2 separate regions of the Neogale vison genome follow, and region 2 is linked to region 1. Evidence: chromatin contacts called from public Hi-C data. All regions are on one chromosome and are shown on one strand. Each heading gives the region's core, a stretch centred on a gene start, on an enhancer-like site or on the middle of the called end of the contact. The rest is flanking DNA. Distances are from core to core; before and after follow the strand shown. Region 1 holds the start of MXD1 (max dimerization protein 1). Region 2 holds the start of PCBP1 (poly(rC)-binding protein 1).

What was found. A called contact is a pair of places that touch in the nucleus more often than the background predicts.
Region 2: a Hi-C map of muscle shows a contact between it and region 1, with 9 times the contacts expected there. The contact joins the promoter of PCBP1 here to the promoter of MXD1 in region 1. A contact is called at or near these places in 2 of 3 Hi-C or Micro-C datasets (fibroblasts and muscle).

The regions. Positions count from the first base shown.
Region 1 is chr8:91,210,051-91,216,986 of ASM_NN_V1, reverse strand. MXD1 (max dimerization protein 1) reads right to left here and starts at 2,457. Exons shown (of 6, transcript XM_044261311.1): 1 at 2,190-2,457; 2 at 1,341-1,440. The coding sequence starts at 2,262.
Region 2 is chr8:91,373,221-91,380,156 of ASM_NN_V1, reverse strand. PCBP1 (poly(rC)-binding protein 1) reads right to left here and starts at 2,842. Exons shown (of 1, transcript XM_044261312.1): 1 at 1,245-2,842. The coding sequence starts at 2,662. The coding sequence ends at 1,592. LOC122914959 (a long non-coding RNA gene) reads left to right here and starts at 3,546. Exons shown (of 8, transcript XR_006385986.1): 1 at 3,546-3,992; 2 at 4,822-4,912.

The DNA of each region.
Region 1 (6,936 bases), core at 1,208-3,707:
CAGATCTATTAGCTACCACCTTCAGGTAATGTGAAACATGGGAGGAAAAGGAAAAGCCACGAGGTTGTTAATTACCAGGTTCATCCCTCAGGTGCCTTCTTATTCAAGAGCTTAGCACATGTGTGCAGCTCACATCCTGTGGTTCTACCAACACTAAGTACAATGGGATGAGTCAAGGACAGAAGCAGCAGTAAGAGCAAGTGAGTTTTAGGTTTAAATGGGACCTCCTGGCTTTTAGTGGTCTGTATTATGCCACAGAGGCTAACCAAATACAGTTACTTGCAGCCAGGAATAAGGATTCTAAGTCAGTGATGAAAATGTGAATGACTATTGGAATGAAAGGAACAGATTTCCTAGCTAACTTATATTTTAAGGGCAAAGAAGGGAAAAAGGGGAAAGTAACATTAATAGAGTACATCATAGGTAGCATGAACTATACTCAGGGTTTTATATACTCAGGGTTTTAATGTGATTTCACTGATCATTAACCACATACTTCCCAGTGAAATTCACAGATTTTAAGAACTAGAAGGCTAACATAAAAGGGTTGTGGCATATTAATATTTTAATATTAATTTTCCATCACCAAAAAGGCAGGTCTTAACCTCCATCATTCCTCTTTGCCACTGTAAACAGATTTAACAGTTTATGAGACAAACTACTGCATTTTATTTACATGTCAAATATGAAATCTTACCACCTACACTAAATTGGATACTTTAGCATGTTTATAAAATCTTCACTAAGAAAAGTAAAAGAAATGGATAATGTCCAGCATTTTCAAGTATAAAAAAAACCTGCCTTTAATCTGATTTCTGAAGGCAACATATTGTCATTGTTCCTAATCTCACTGGAAGTTTCCATAGATTTTTGTTCTAAAAGGGAAGAAAAGCAAAATAAAGTTTAAAAGTTCATAAAGAAATGTAAAACACGGGGCGCCTGGGTGGCTCAGTGGGTTAAGCCGCTGCCTTCGGCTTGGGTCATGATCTCAGGGTCCTGGGATGGAGTCCCGCATCGGGCTCTCTGCTCGGCGGGGAGCCTGCTTCCTCCTCTCTCTCTGCCTGCCTCTCTGCCTACTTGTAATCTCTCTCTGTCAAATAAATAAATAAAATCTTTAAAAAAAAAAAAGAAATGTAAAACACTTCCATTTCTCTCTTCTGTCTCAACTCAAACAGAAGGGCTCCTTCCTCCAATGGCTTAAGACCATGTGTGCCTGACTGAATCATGATTGCTACTTAATGTATTTACTGGGTTATAATCACAACAGACAACTTCCATTCTGCAGTTTGTATCATCTGCAGTGTAATCTAAAAGAGAAAGAGAAATATTTACCAAATTACCTGCTACTGCTGTTACTCTTCTTGGATTTGTTCCTCCGTTTTAAGGCATCTCTGTCCTTGTTATTGTATGGTAACATGGAGGCATAACCATGTTCAGCTTCTAGAAAACCGAAGGATCCAGTTAATGAATGAGCCTAGAACATTCAATACTCTCTCCCCTCTACAGTATTTCCTTTTTAAATTTTATTTTTCATTAAAAGAATATTGTGTTAAGAAACAAACGATGCAAGGTGGAATTCTTAGAACAATGATTTTTTTTTTTAAAATTGTGTGAATACCCTCAGTTCGGAGCAGGTGTAAGAAGCATTCCAGCTGCTCATTGTTGAGAAAGACACAGCAAGTCGCTGAGCTCATGGAGCTTGGGTTCCCCACTGGCAACGTCCAGCAGGTTGGCGTGCTTTAAGTGGGACCAGCCTCGGGCGAAGGTGCGGGGCAAACACCCGGAACCCAGAGGGCGGGGAAGGGGGCGCGCAGGGGAATCGCTGCTCCTCCAGCTGGGAGACGGGGCGCCGGGCCCACTTGGGGGCCGCTCCGGACAAGCCCCCGTGGGGTAAACCAAGGGGCTGGCCGAGAGGATCCCAGGCACCCCATTTGCTTTGCGGTGGGGGGGCAGCGCTCGGGACTCCGGAGGCAGCGGCCCCTTTCCCCACCCTCATTCATTGCCTTTGGGGCAGCAGCGGCCTCCCTTCGGACCGCGCGTGGGGAGAGCTGGAGGGGTTGGGAGCGCTCGCGGTCGCGGTCTCTGCGCCTCCAACCACCCCCAGAGCGGCTGGGCGCCCCTACCCCGCGGCCGGGTCCCCCAGAGCCCCCGGCCCCGGCTCGGGATGGACCCCTCCCGTCCCCGTGCACCTCTCTCCCGCCGCTCCAGGTAGTCAGCCGCCTCCAGCAGCATCTGGATGTTCATCCGAACCGCCGCCGCCATTCTGCACCGGGGGCCGGAGCCACGGGACCAACCCCCACTGCCCACGGGCTCGCCGCCGCCGCCGGACACCCGCGCCCTGCTGTGGACCCCGCAGAGCAGGGTTGAGAGAGCCTCTCTGCGGACCACGCTCGCCGGAAGCGGCGAAGGGGGTCCGGTGAGCTGGGCACCGCCGACACCGTGACAGAACCCGAAGAAGAGCAGCAGCCGCCACCGCCGCGGAGTGTTTATCTCCGACTCACCATCCCCCCGCCCCCAGGCCCTTCTCTTGACAGGCCCTCTTCGGCTGCGTTCCTCATTGGGCACCCTAAAGAATGCCCCGCCCCCGGCCTTGTCCGATTGGGGAAAAGCATTACGGCTCCGCCCCCTAGAGTCCGCTCCTCTCTCTGGTTGGCCACGCTTGACAAGGCCCGGGCTCCACCCCCCCTTTCCAATTGGTGACAGGATTCGCAACTCCGCCTCGTGCTCCTTCCCTGTTTTCCATTGGTTCTATGCCGACAACCCCCTTTTGCTTTGTTAGTATTGGCCCAGAGCTACAGAAAGCGAGCCACTTTGCCTATCTCTCATTGGTGGAGCCGGCTGAAACCTCCCAGCTACGATGACGTCACCTGCCTCCCGGCCCAGCGAGCCCTGAGTGGCTGGTGATCAGCGGCACCGCCACTCCTCCCTTGATCTCGCATTGGCTGGGAGGGCTGACCTGGGCGCCGGCGCTGATTCACGGCCGCCGCGGAGCTCCGCTCGGTCCGGCCCATCCCGGCCCCGCCTCGGACCTGTTGCCCGGACCTGTCCCCGGGGAAAAGTTCCGAGAGCCTGCCGGTTATCCTTCGAGTGGAAGGCTGGCACCGCGCGTCGCCTGGGCTCTTTGTCCTGCTCGGATTCCTGGCTGGAGCCCTTGGTCCGGCGGCCACAGTCCCAGAGGTTCCAGGCTTCCCAGCTCCCTGGCGGCTGTGGGCCCCGCTGCGAATCCCACTGAAAGCGAGAGCGGCGCCGGCAACCTGGTGGGCCAGGGGCTTCCGACGGCGCCACGTGGCTGTGGGGCTTGAAGGAAAAAGCTTGCCTTGCGTTGACTGCTCGCCGCCCAGCGTTTTTTTCTCCTCAGAAAGCGGCGGAATCGGGCAGCAGTTTACAGCCCTGCGCGTCTCTGTTGGTACTCCCCAACCCTACCCCAAGTGCAGGCATAATCACTCCCTCAAAAACTTACTGCATCTACAGAATCCCCAGCGTTGGATCCCGAGATTTTTTAACCCAAATCTCGTTCAGGGTCTTTCCTTCCCTTTTAATTCTAAAAAAACAAAAACAAAAAACAAAACCACGAACGAACAAACTTCCTCTGTACAATATAAATGGTGTGTGTGGGGTGGCTACCAGTAGAAATACACAGAACTAAAAATTTAAGGATTATTCCCTAAGCCTATCAAGATTTATAACCCAAGTTATTGTTAATACACTGGCATCTCCATGTTAAAAAGGAGGAATAAATGTCTTCATAAGCTTGAACATATTTCATAAAGCTTTAAAAAAAAAAGCTTACTGTTGGCAATACATGAAAATAATAAATAGCTTTGCTATATGTCACCTGCATTATCACTAATCCTTAATATGACCCCATTAGATAGATTAATAATTACATTTTGAACACAAGGAAACTGAGACCCAGAGAAGCTAAATGACTTTCCTTGTCATCCATTTAGCCAGAGATGGAGACTGAACCTAGACTAGATCTGTTTCGCCTAGAGCCCATGCTACCAATGCCTTAAACAAGAGTTAAGAAAGAGATTTCCTGACTGAGTCACAGACACTCAAACACTTGGGGGGAGAGGAAGAAAAACATGTAATCATGGGAATTTTTTTTAAATGTGTCCTTCTTAGTGGTTGACAAATCCATTAAAATTAAAATCAACAGAATTAAAAAGTAGAATAAATGTAGTAAAGCATGCCTGACCTATAGGAAACATTTTCTGCTTTTAATGGTTAATTGAATCTAAAAGCTTATTTTTTTTAATGAGTGCTAATACACTGAAGATAAATGTATTAAAGAAAGCACAAAGAGAAATGAGAATGGGGATATAACATTTTTAACAAGTTTTTTTTTTTTCCAAGATTTCATTTATTTGAGAGAATGTGAGAGAGAATACTTGAAGAGTGGGAAGAGGGTGGGGAGAGGGACAGGAAGAAGCAGACTCCCTGCTAAGCAAGGAGCCAGATGTGGGACTTGATCCCAGGACCCTAAGTCATGACCTAAGCCAAAGGCAGATGCTTAACCAAATGAGCCACCATTTAATAAGCATTTTAAAATTGCAAGTTATTTGTAATACAAATTTGAAAGTCATAATGAAATGAGTACAATCCTACTAAAGTACTAAAACTGATAATAGTAAAAACACTTCATTATCTTAAATTTGGATTTTATATACTTTTATATTTTCTGTGACTTTATCATGAACATTCAGCTTATTTCTTTATTCTTTGTCTTTTATCCTCAACTTTTTTTTTAGCCCAGTCTTATTTCAGTACCATGATCCTTCCCTTTGAATCAATGTGATTGAAAACCACTACATAAAAAGGGAAGAAAAGGTTGTCAGAAATAGAAAATTAATACCTTAAATATCAATGGGTTTATTTATTTTTTTGAAGATTCTTAAGTAATATCTGCACCCAACATGGAACTTGAATTTACAACCTTGAGATCTAGAGTTTCATGCTTTTCCAACTGAGCCAGCCAGATGCCCACTAATAGGTTTATCTTAAACCATGGACAAGGGGTGCCTGGGTGGCTCAGTGTGGTTAAGGCCTCTGCCTTCAGCTCAGGTCATGATCCCAGGGGTCCTGGGATGGAGCCCCGCATTGGGCTCTCTGCTCAGCAGGGAGCCTGCTTCCTCCTCTCTCTCTGCCTGCCTCTCTGCCTACTTGTGATCTCTGTCAAATAAATAAAATCTTAAAAAAAAAAAACCAAAAACATGGACAAAATACTAAGTCATATTACAATCACAGAATTAGATAGAACAATGGATTTTTTTTTTTATCCCGTGTTGGTGGTGGTGGTGGTGGAAGAAATGATCAATTAGCCAGTACCACCACCTAGGAATTAGTATCATGAATTTTCAAGCGTATTTGGTGCCATCTACTGGAGATCAAGTAGTACAAAACAAAGACTTTGTTTTTCTAGAAATTATTTTACACAAATGTACACAATGTCTACTTAAGATAATCTAAAAGTACAGGTTTTGAAGAAAGAAGTAAAAATCCTAAAACAAAGTATAAGTGGTGACCCCGGCACCTCGTCCCTCAAACGCATTATAAAAAGCATTGATCACTAGACACAAACCCAAAAATAAAAAATGGGAATTCCAGAATGTTTGAACCTAAACTTTGTGACCAGGACTTTTAACAAAAAGTTATGCACGAATATGGATTGTCGAACACTAGTTCACATTTTCAAGCAGGCACCAAGATAAACTAACAGACTTGGGAAAGAGAAAGTAAATGCTGAAAATGGGGAAGCATAAACACAGAAGGTATTATACTTGTTAGATAATCTTAACTGCATCTTTTAAAAGGCTAAGACCCAGCCTCCTTCCCTTGAGCGGCTTATGTTCCAGGATGGCATAGAATACTATGTAAACGCTAATGCCAAATGGCAGGTTCATTAAATGTTATGGTAATTGTGATAGAGATGCCTCTTCAGTGAATCCCTCAGAGTGGCAGGAAGATTACTGTGGTATTAAAATCCTTAAATATCTAAAAAGTTCCAAACTTTTGGGAGTTTGGGAGAGGGAATTAAAAAAACCCTACTTGTAACTGAGCTTAGGACCTAACCACTACGACATTAAAATAAATTTTGTTTTTTATGTTTCTGAGGAACTGATTTTATTCTTTGAAGTATAAAAATGAATGAAATTTGCTATGTCCATAATATGAACCCCTTCTTTGTGGCTACTTTGGATGCTCTGGTATCACATTATGAGATGATCTAATATCATGAAACAAGCTTTAAAAACCTTTACTGCTTTCAAAAAATTAGTTACTCCATGAGTATTTGTGACTTTAAAAACAGAGTAATATCTTAACAAAGTGGTAGTACATTTCACAAAACACTGTGGTAGCAGCTGAAAAAAGCAGAGGTATCTATATTGGCATGGAAAGATCTCCAAGGCGGTGTTGAGTAAATAGGCTGTAAAATGTTCCTATAGCATATTATTTATGGAAAAAAAGAAAAAAAAAGAACCCAAACTATGTACTTTCCTCCTTTGCAACTTTGTTACATATACAAGTATATAGTCAAAGGTCTGGAAGGATACACTGCAGAGGGGCAACAGGACCAGGACTGTTCAAAAGGGGTTTAGCTTTGTCTTAAAGTTTTAAAATTTTTACAGGAAAAAAATGTGTCCACTTATTACATGGGTAACTAAAGGTTAACATAAAGATCGAAGGAAGTGGTTAAATGAAAAAAAGGTTACTGAACTATTTTCATGGATTGAGCAGATATTTTTGGGTGCTTTACTCTGTGCCAAGCACTATGTGGTGCTGGGGCTACAGCAGCAAACAAGACAGAAGCCCTGATTCTCAGAGCTGGATGTCTGGTGTAAGAACCAGACTGTAACAAATGAATACAGTATGTCAAGCAGTGATAACTGCTACTAGGAAAAGGAAACTTTGCAGAACATATGAAGAAACTGG
Region 2 (6,936 bases), core at 1,593-4,092, 160 kb before region 1:
AGATACCCTGTAGAGAGTAAGCCTCAACAGATATTTATTGCATGTAATACTCTCCTCTCACAGGAGTTTCTCTTTGCTGTTAGTGATCTCCCACAGTGCCTGGGGTCTGAACTAAGCACTTTGGCACTTAATTGTCCACTGTCTTGAATTGCCTTTTTCTAGTGTCTTTGCCTAATCACAGAGAATTTTTCTTCTTTCATCAAGTCCAGTCTACTCCAACTGGTTGGTGTGGACATGAGGTTATTAGGCCTTCACAGCAAGATCTTCCTAATCCACCGGTAAAGATAATCAGTGGCACTTAAATCTAAGAACCTTTTGGGGTATTGTTAAAAATGCAGTCTCCTGATTAGATTTGGGGGGTGGGACCCAGGAACCTGCATTTGTACCACCACATTCTTAGGCTACAATCAGTGGATCTTGCTACATTCCTGCCTGTGAGGGCTGCCCCATTTAAGCAGGATTATTTCCTTGTATAATGACTTCTCTAACATTGCACACAGCTGAAGAATTAGAAGCTGGGCTTCTTTTGTTTCTGGATTCACCACTTGGAAGGTGTAATAACATCCTCTGACAGGCGGCTTGCCACAGGTGCATGCTTGCCACGTGCACCCCCCTGGTACCATCCCCCGTTCAGTCCTGGGGGCCCCAAACCCCACCATCCCTACCACCACCCCGCCCTCGCCCTCTTCCAAATCCTCAAACCCACCCTTGACCCTTTCCCTTCCCCCACCTCAGCCCCTCCCTCCAGCCCCCGCCCAGCCCTTTTCCCTCCCCCACCTCTCCTCCGGGTAACCCCCCCCAAGCTCCTCCCACCTTAGAACATTTTTTTTTGTTCCTAAGTTTCCCCAGTGAGATTGGGTTGGGGGGAGGGGCTGGCTGGTCGGGAGGACACACTGCCATTCATTAGGGTTCCTACGGAAAGGGCTACTTTTTCCATCTCAGAAAACCCTCGTTTTCTACCAGAGAAATGGGCAGAGGCCTCTCTCTGGAACTTGGCTGGAGGGAGGTCACTCTCCGGGAGAGACCCTCCGTCTGCAAATACCCCAAAGCAGGCCCAGCCTGCCGTGTTCCTTTGTTGGGACAGAAAGGGAATGGAATCTTACCAATAGGTGAAAAGGGCGAGAGAATACCAAGGATGGGCCCACCCTTCTTCCTACAAAGGCCTAATACTAAAAGGGAAGGGGAAAAAAAACCACCAACAAAGAGTTTAAGATAGTAGTCCCAGCTTTTTCAAATATGAAGCATTTTTTAACCAATCCATTTTTTAATTTTTAAATTCTTGACATTACAGAACTAAACTGAAATTTATTAACATTCCACTCTTACATTTCTTATCGACAAACAGAAATAAAATTCATGAGCCAAAAACCCAAACAAAACTAAAAACAGGGAAAAGCTTATAAAACTAAATATGGATCCCAGCATTAACAGCTGAACAGAGAATGTGATTTTTAAATTCTTAGCGGATGATAAAGTTGTGTAGAAACTGAACACTTACAAATTATTTAAAACCTGGAATCACTGACCAGAAATTACACAGTTGGATCATGGGAAAACAGCAGAAAGGGGTTTTAAGTGAACCTACACTGTTCTAGCTGCACCCCATGCCCTTCTCGGAGGAAAGCCTGGCATTGATTAGATACTGGGCCAGACTAATACTGGCAGCAGAACCAGTGATAGTAACCTGCCTACCAGAGGAGCCTTCCACGGGATTGGCAATTTTGATCTGGGCCCCGGACATCTGGCGGATCTCATTAATGTTGGCGCCTTGGCGCCCGATTATGCAGCCAATTAAGTTATTTGGAATGGTGAGTTCATGGGTGGTTTGAGTAGATGCATCCAAACTTGCCCAATAGCCTTTCACCTCTGGAGAGCTGGAGTCAATTCCGGCGAATCCGGTCCCGCCGTGCATCATGGCAAAGTGAGACTGTTGTCTTGCCACCTGGTTCAGCTTGGCCAGATCGAGCGGAGAAATGGTGTGTTGTCCTTGAATCGAGTAGGCATCTAGAGGTGGTCCCTCCAGGTCATGGGTGGCATGGGGGTAGCCCGCAGCGTCGCTGCACCGATCTTGGCCGCCCGCGCAGATGACTGGAGAGCTGGCCGGCATGGGCTGGTACGGAATGGTCATGACTCTCCCTTGCGGAGACTGGGAGAGCGTCTCCAGCATGACCAGGCAGATCTGCTTGACACACTCGGTGACAGACTGCGGCACGCCAGCAATGGTGATGGCCCGCTCAGTGGAGTTGGGCAGCATATCCCCCGCCACCTGGACCTGGGCCCCCGTACTCTCGCGGATCTCTTTGATCTTACACCCGCCTTTCCCAATCAGGGAGCCGCACTGGGTGGCCGGCACCACCAGCCTCAGGGTGACCGGGGGCCTGCTGGCCGCCGTGCTGTTGGTCATGGAGCTGTTGATATCTTCTTCCAGCTTATCGATGATCATAGCGAAGGCCTTAAAGATGGCATTGGTAGGGCCGGTCAGAGTGATGATTCTCTCCGGGCAATTCCCCTCCGAGATGTTGATCCGCGCGCCACTCTCCTCGCGGATCCTCTTAACCGACTCCCCTTTCTTCCCAATGATGCTTCCTACTTCCTTTCCGTGCATAAGCAGCCGAATGGTGAGAGTCACATTTAGTCCACTTTCAGTCACACCGGCATCCATGGCGAGCGGCGGGCGGCGTTCGGGGGAGTTGGGCTCGTTACGTGGTCAAGTCTTTGGTGGCTGGCGGGGGGAGGGGAGGTGTAGGCCCAAAACTGCCGGCGCGAGGCGAGCGAGGGCCGCGGGAGCGAGCGGGCGCGGGCGGGAGGCCGCGGCGTCGTCGCAGGGGCAGGCGGCGGCGGCGGAGGGGGCGAGCGGGGCCGGGAGCGGCGGGCGGGCGGGTGGGCGAGGGCGCGGCGGTGGCGACTCCGGCGGCAGCCTCGGCGGTCTGGGCGGGGCGGGAAGCCCGCTTTCAACCCCGCGTACCCTCTGACCCCGGAAGTGCTTGCCGCGCAGGACCCCTTGAAAAAAAATGAGGACCCGTCTTTTTTAGGTCACAAGATTGCGCCAACCTCCACATGGTAGTTTTTAAAAACTCTTTTTAACAGCCTAGCGTTGAACATAAAGCCCCGATGGGCAGACGCTGTGAGCCCGGCAAGGTTTTAAAACAACGTGCATTTTATTAACTCAAGCGGCACAGGCAAATGTTTTGAAATGTTAGTGTTGTGAATGGGGCTGAAACGTTATTTTCCCGCCTTGCAAAAAGGGTTTGGAAGCGGAGCGACACGGGCAGCCCCGGCAGTAACTGCAGGCGGCAGCTGGGACGCCGCGGGTTTAAAACGTGCGCGTGAGGCGGCTAGAGCGCGTGCGCGAGGGTGTGGGGAGACGGGAGGGGCAGCGGCGGTCTTCCGGGGGGGAGGGGCGGCGAGGCGAGGCTTGTGGGGCGGGTGCGCGCGCGCGAGCGCGCGCGAGCAGGCACGTGGGGCCCCTTCGTCCCCGGTGCCCGGGCGCCCCGCGCCAGCCCCCACCCTTGCCCCGGTCCCCCAGCGGCGACCGGTGAGGAAAAAGACCGAAATCCCCCCCTACCGCCGCCCAAGTTGCGGCTCTGCACTTGATTTCTGGGGAGTGTTGGAAACATGGCCATAAAAAAAGAATGGCGTCCATTTACATAATGCTTTGTTTGCATTTTGCAAGTTTCTTTTGGTTGAATCTAGAGAAACCCCACCTCCTAGTGTCTTTTTAGTCGTGGCAGTCTTGCCAGACATTTAAGACAATGGTGTGCCTCTTGGGAACCGCATTTTTTTAGGGGTCCCGAGTAGTGCGGGGGGGTGGTTCTTGAGATTTTCCCCATGCCGTTTAAGCTCCCGCTCTGCCTTTCTACCCTTGGTGCAGACGCCGCGCCCCGCTTTCTTCGGGGGCGGCCCCTGTCGGGCCCCGCCATCTTGGAAGGCCTTTCTTGCAGTTCGCCATCGCACGTTCCTCTCGCTAAAGAAAAGTCGTTTGGGTGGCTCGTGTACGTTTATTTCTGTCCGTTTCTCTTTACTTCGGCTAAGCCAGACAGAGAAAGCACCCAGACAGACGTATGCGCAGCGTGCTTTAGGATCCCGCAGGGAAAGAGGCTAACGTGGCGGTCCCTCCGCCCCCCTTCCTTCCCCACGGGGTGGCCGCCATGTTTCCAGAACACAAAATGGCGACACGTGTCCTGGATTTGTCGCCAACGAGAAATTGGGGTCGACCGAAAGCTCCAGAATGCCCCCACCCCCATCCCGTGCGTCTTGGCTGCAGCCCCCTCGCAGCGAGTGCTCTGCCCACCCGGGTCCAAACCTCGGCTGCCTAATTTTAATGCATTTCCTCCATTAATTTAAAATGGAAACGTTTATAACTAAAAAAAAATGAAGGCATAATATTGAGTTCTCGTTAGTTTTAAATTTAATAGTGAGTAACGAGGGGCAGTACCAGTGGTTAATTTGGGCCCCCCAGTACCGAAGCATTTAGGAATTGCTGCTTTAAGTAATGAGAAAGTTCCTGATTTCCTAGACTTTTTTATCTCAGGCTGGTGTGCGGGAGAGACCAAGAAATGGTCTCATAAAACAACTTAAAAAAAAAAAGATAATTTCCATAAAGCCATTCAGACACCAGTGACCTTTTTCAGAGGGCAGCTGGCTGGTGAACCTCAGTTTACCCACACCTGGCATTCACTTTTAGTGTGGAGGGACAGAGACAAATGTTACTGTGCATTTACCAGTGCCAGATGCTGTGCTACCATTTTACTGCATACTATCTTTAATTTTTACAATGATCTTCTGAGGTGGGTGTTACCTCTCTCTCTTTTTTTTTAACAGATGAATTCATTTAGGCCCAGAGAGATGAAGTGACTAATTCAAGGTCACACAGTGTGGAGGATGGAATCCTGACCTTCTGATTTCCTTATTGGTGAGCACATTTTCAAATTGTTTTTGTAAGTTATGGTTTTAGAATTCAAGTGCTATTTTGATGTTTAGGTGAGCTTGTCATTTAAAGGAACCCCTCAGGTAACCTTTTGGTGCATAGTTACCCCCAGTTTGTATCTGGGGATTCCCAGTTTTTCCTGGTATGAGCTATACCTGTAAGAGGCTCAAATGCTATTTTTTTAATGAGGTGTTTGGGTGACGATAGGGAGGGGGAAATGATTCAGCCCTACCCAAAGGCTGAAGTATCTGTCAGTCCAGCCTTGTCTGTGGCACCTAAATCTACCTGGCTCTGTGGGAGCAAGCAGTTTCTGTGTGTGACTCACTAGCTTCCTTCAGCTAAGCATGGGCATGACTTCCGCCTTCCTCACCCCAATATCCTAACCAAGTAAAAATAAATAATTTGACTTTGGAACCAAGCCTTCATTTCTCTGCAAATATTGAGAGAGCATGACACTATGAGGTAAATCGTAAGTCTGTGAACTCTTCAGTTTAACAAATAAATTGTAGGCCAGACAAGGAATATGTATGTGCCTGAATAGGGCTCTACATGCGTGGATGTTAGAGATGGAGAGAAGGGTTTTTTGCTTCTTTTATGTTAGTGCCCTATATCATAGTTTTTGAAGTGCTTTTGCATTACTGTATATAATTCTACAAACAACTTTGGTAGGTGGATATGTCATAGCAACAATGACAGTAATGGCACTAAGTGCTTACTATGCCAGGCACTGTTTGAAGCTTTATTCTGTATGATAATTCAGTGGCTTTCATATTTTTTTATTTTAAATATTTTATTTCTAAGTAATCTCTACCCCCAGCATGGGGCTTGGACTCACAACCCCACAATCAAGATTACGTACTCTACCGACTATGCCAACTAGGTTTCTCAACAGTTTTATTTTTTTAATTTTTTTAAATTTTCTTTATTTATTTGACAGAGAGAGATCACAAGCAGGCAGAGAGGCAGGCTCCCCGCCGAGCAGAGAGCCTGGTGCGGGACTCGATCCCAGGACCCTGAGATCACGACCCGAGCTGAAGGCAGTGGCCTAACCCACTGAGCCACCCAGGCACCCCTTCTCAACAGTTTTAAAAGCAAACCACCATAAGAGCTAAATCTTACAAAATAACTCATATATGCACATAAATATATGTATATATATATCACATATATGAAACAAAATCTTTGCAGAACAATACTTGTTCTTATGTGCAGTATACTCTGGTAGTTTCTGTTCTTTAACATGAAATAAAAAGGCACATCAAAACTAAAATAATGAGAAACCCATTATTGGGTTGTGACCAAAATGATTAATATACACATTTAATCCTCACAAAACCTGTGATGGGGGTGATGTTAATTTCCATTTTGCAGAGATACAGAGGGGTGAGGGATTTTGTCCAAGGCACAGTTATTAAATAGGAAAATAGGGCTTTGAATCTAGGCAATCTGAATCCAGAGTCTGTATATTTACCACTATGTAAGATGTGGTTTCTGCAAAGGACCTTGTCTTATAGGAGAGACAGAACTGTTTGGGGAATTAAAATTATTAGTAAATATTAAAAACTGAGGAGACAAAAAGAGAAATTATATATAATTAGGAATTATATCCTGATTCAAACTATTCTGCTTCTCTAAATCTGCCACATATTTATTTTCCCTAAAGAAAATTGTATCCATTGAGTCTTTCTTCCCAAGACTGCTTGTTTTAAACCTTTTTTGCGTGAAATTTTCCATTAGTTTTTTCATATCTGAGTACCTCTAGGATTCTACCTTCTCCTGCCCCTCAATAAAGATATCCCCTTCCCCACTCTCAGCCTCTTTGTTTCCTCTAGAGTCCTACAAACCCTCTCTGCCTGCATAGGCAACATGAGCTGTTGATTCAATTGTAACGTGTCTTGTTGTTGATAGTGTGTTTGTATAGGCTGCGTGCTGTGGATGACCCGGAAATCTGGTAAAGAGGGCACTGGACTTGGGAATCTGTGGCTCTGGCTGCCCGCTTCAGCTCTGCC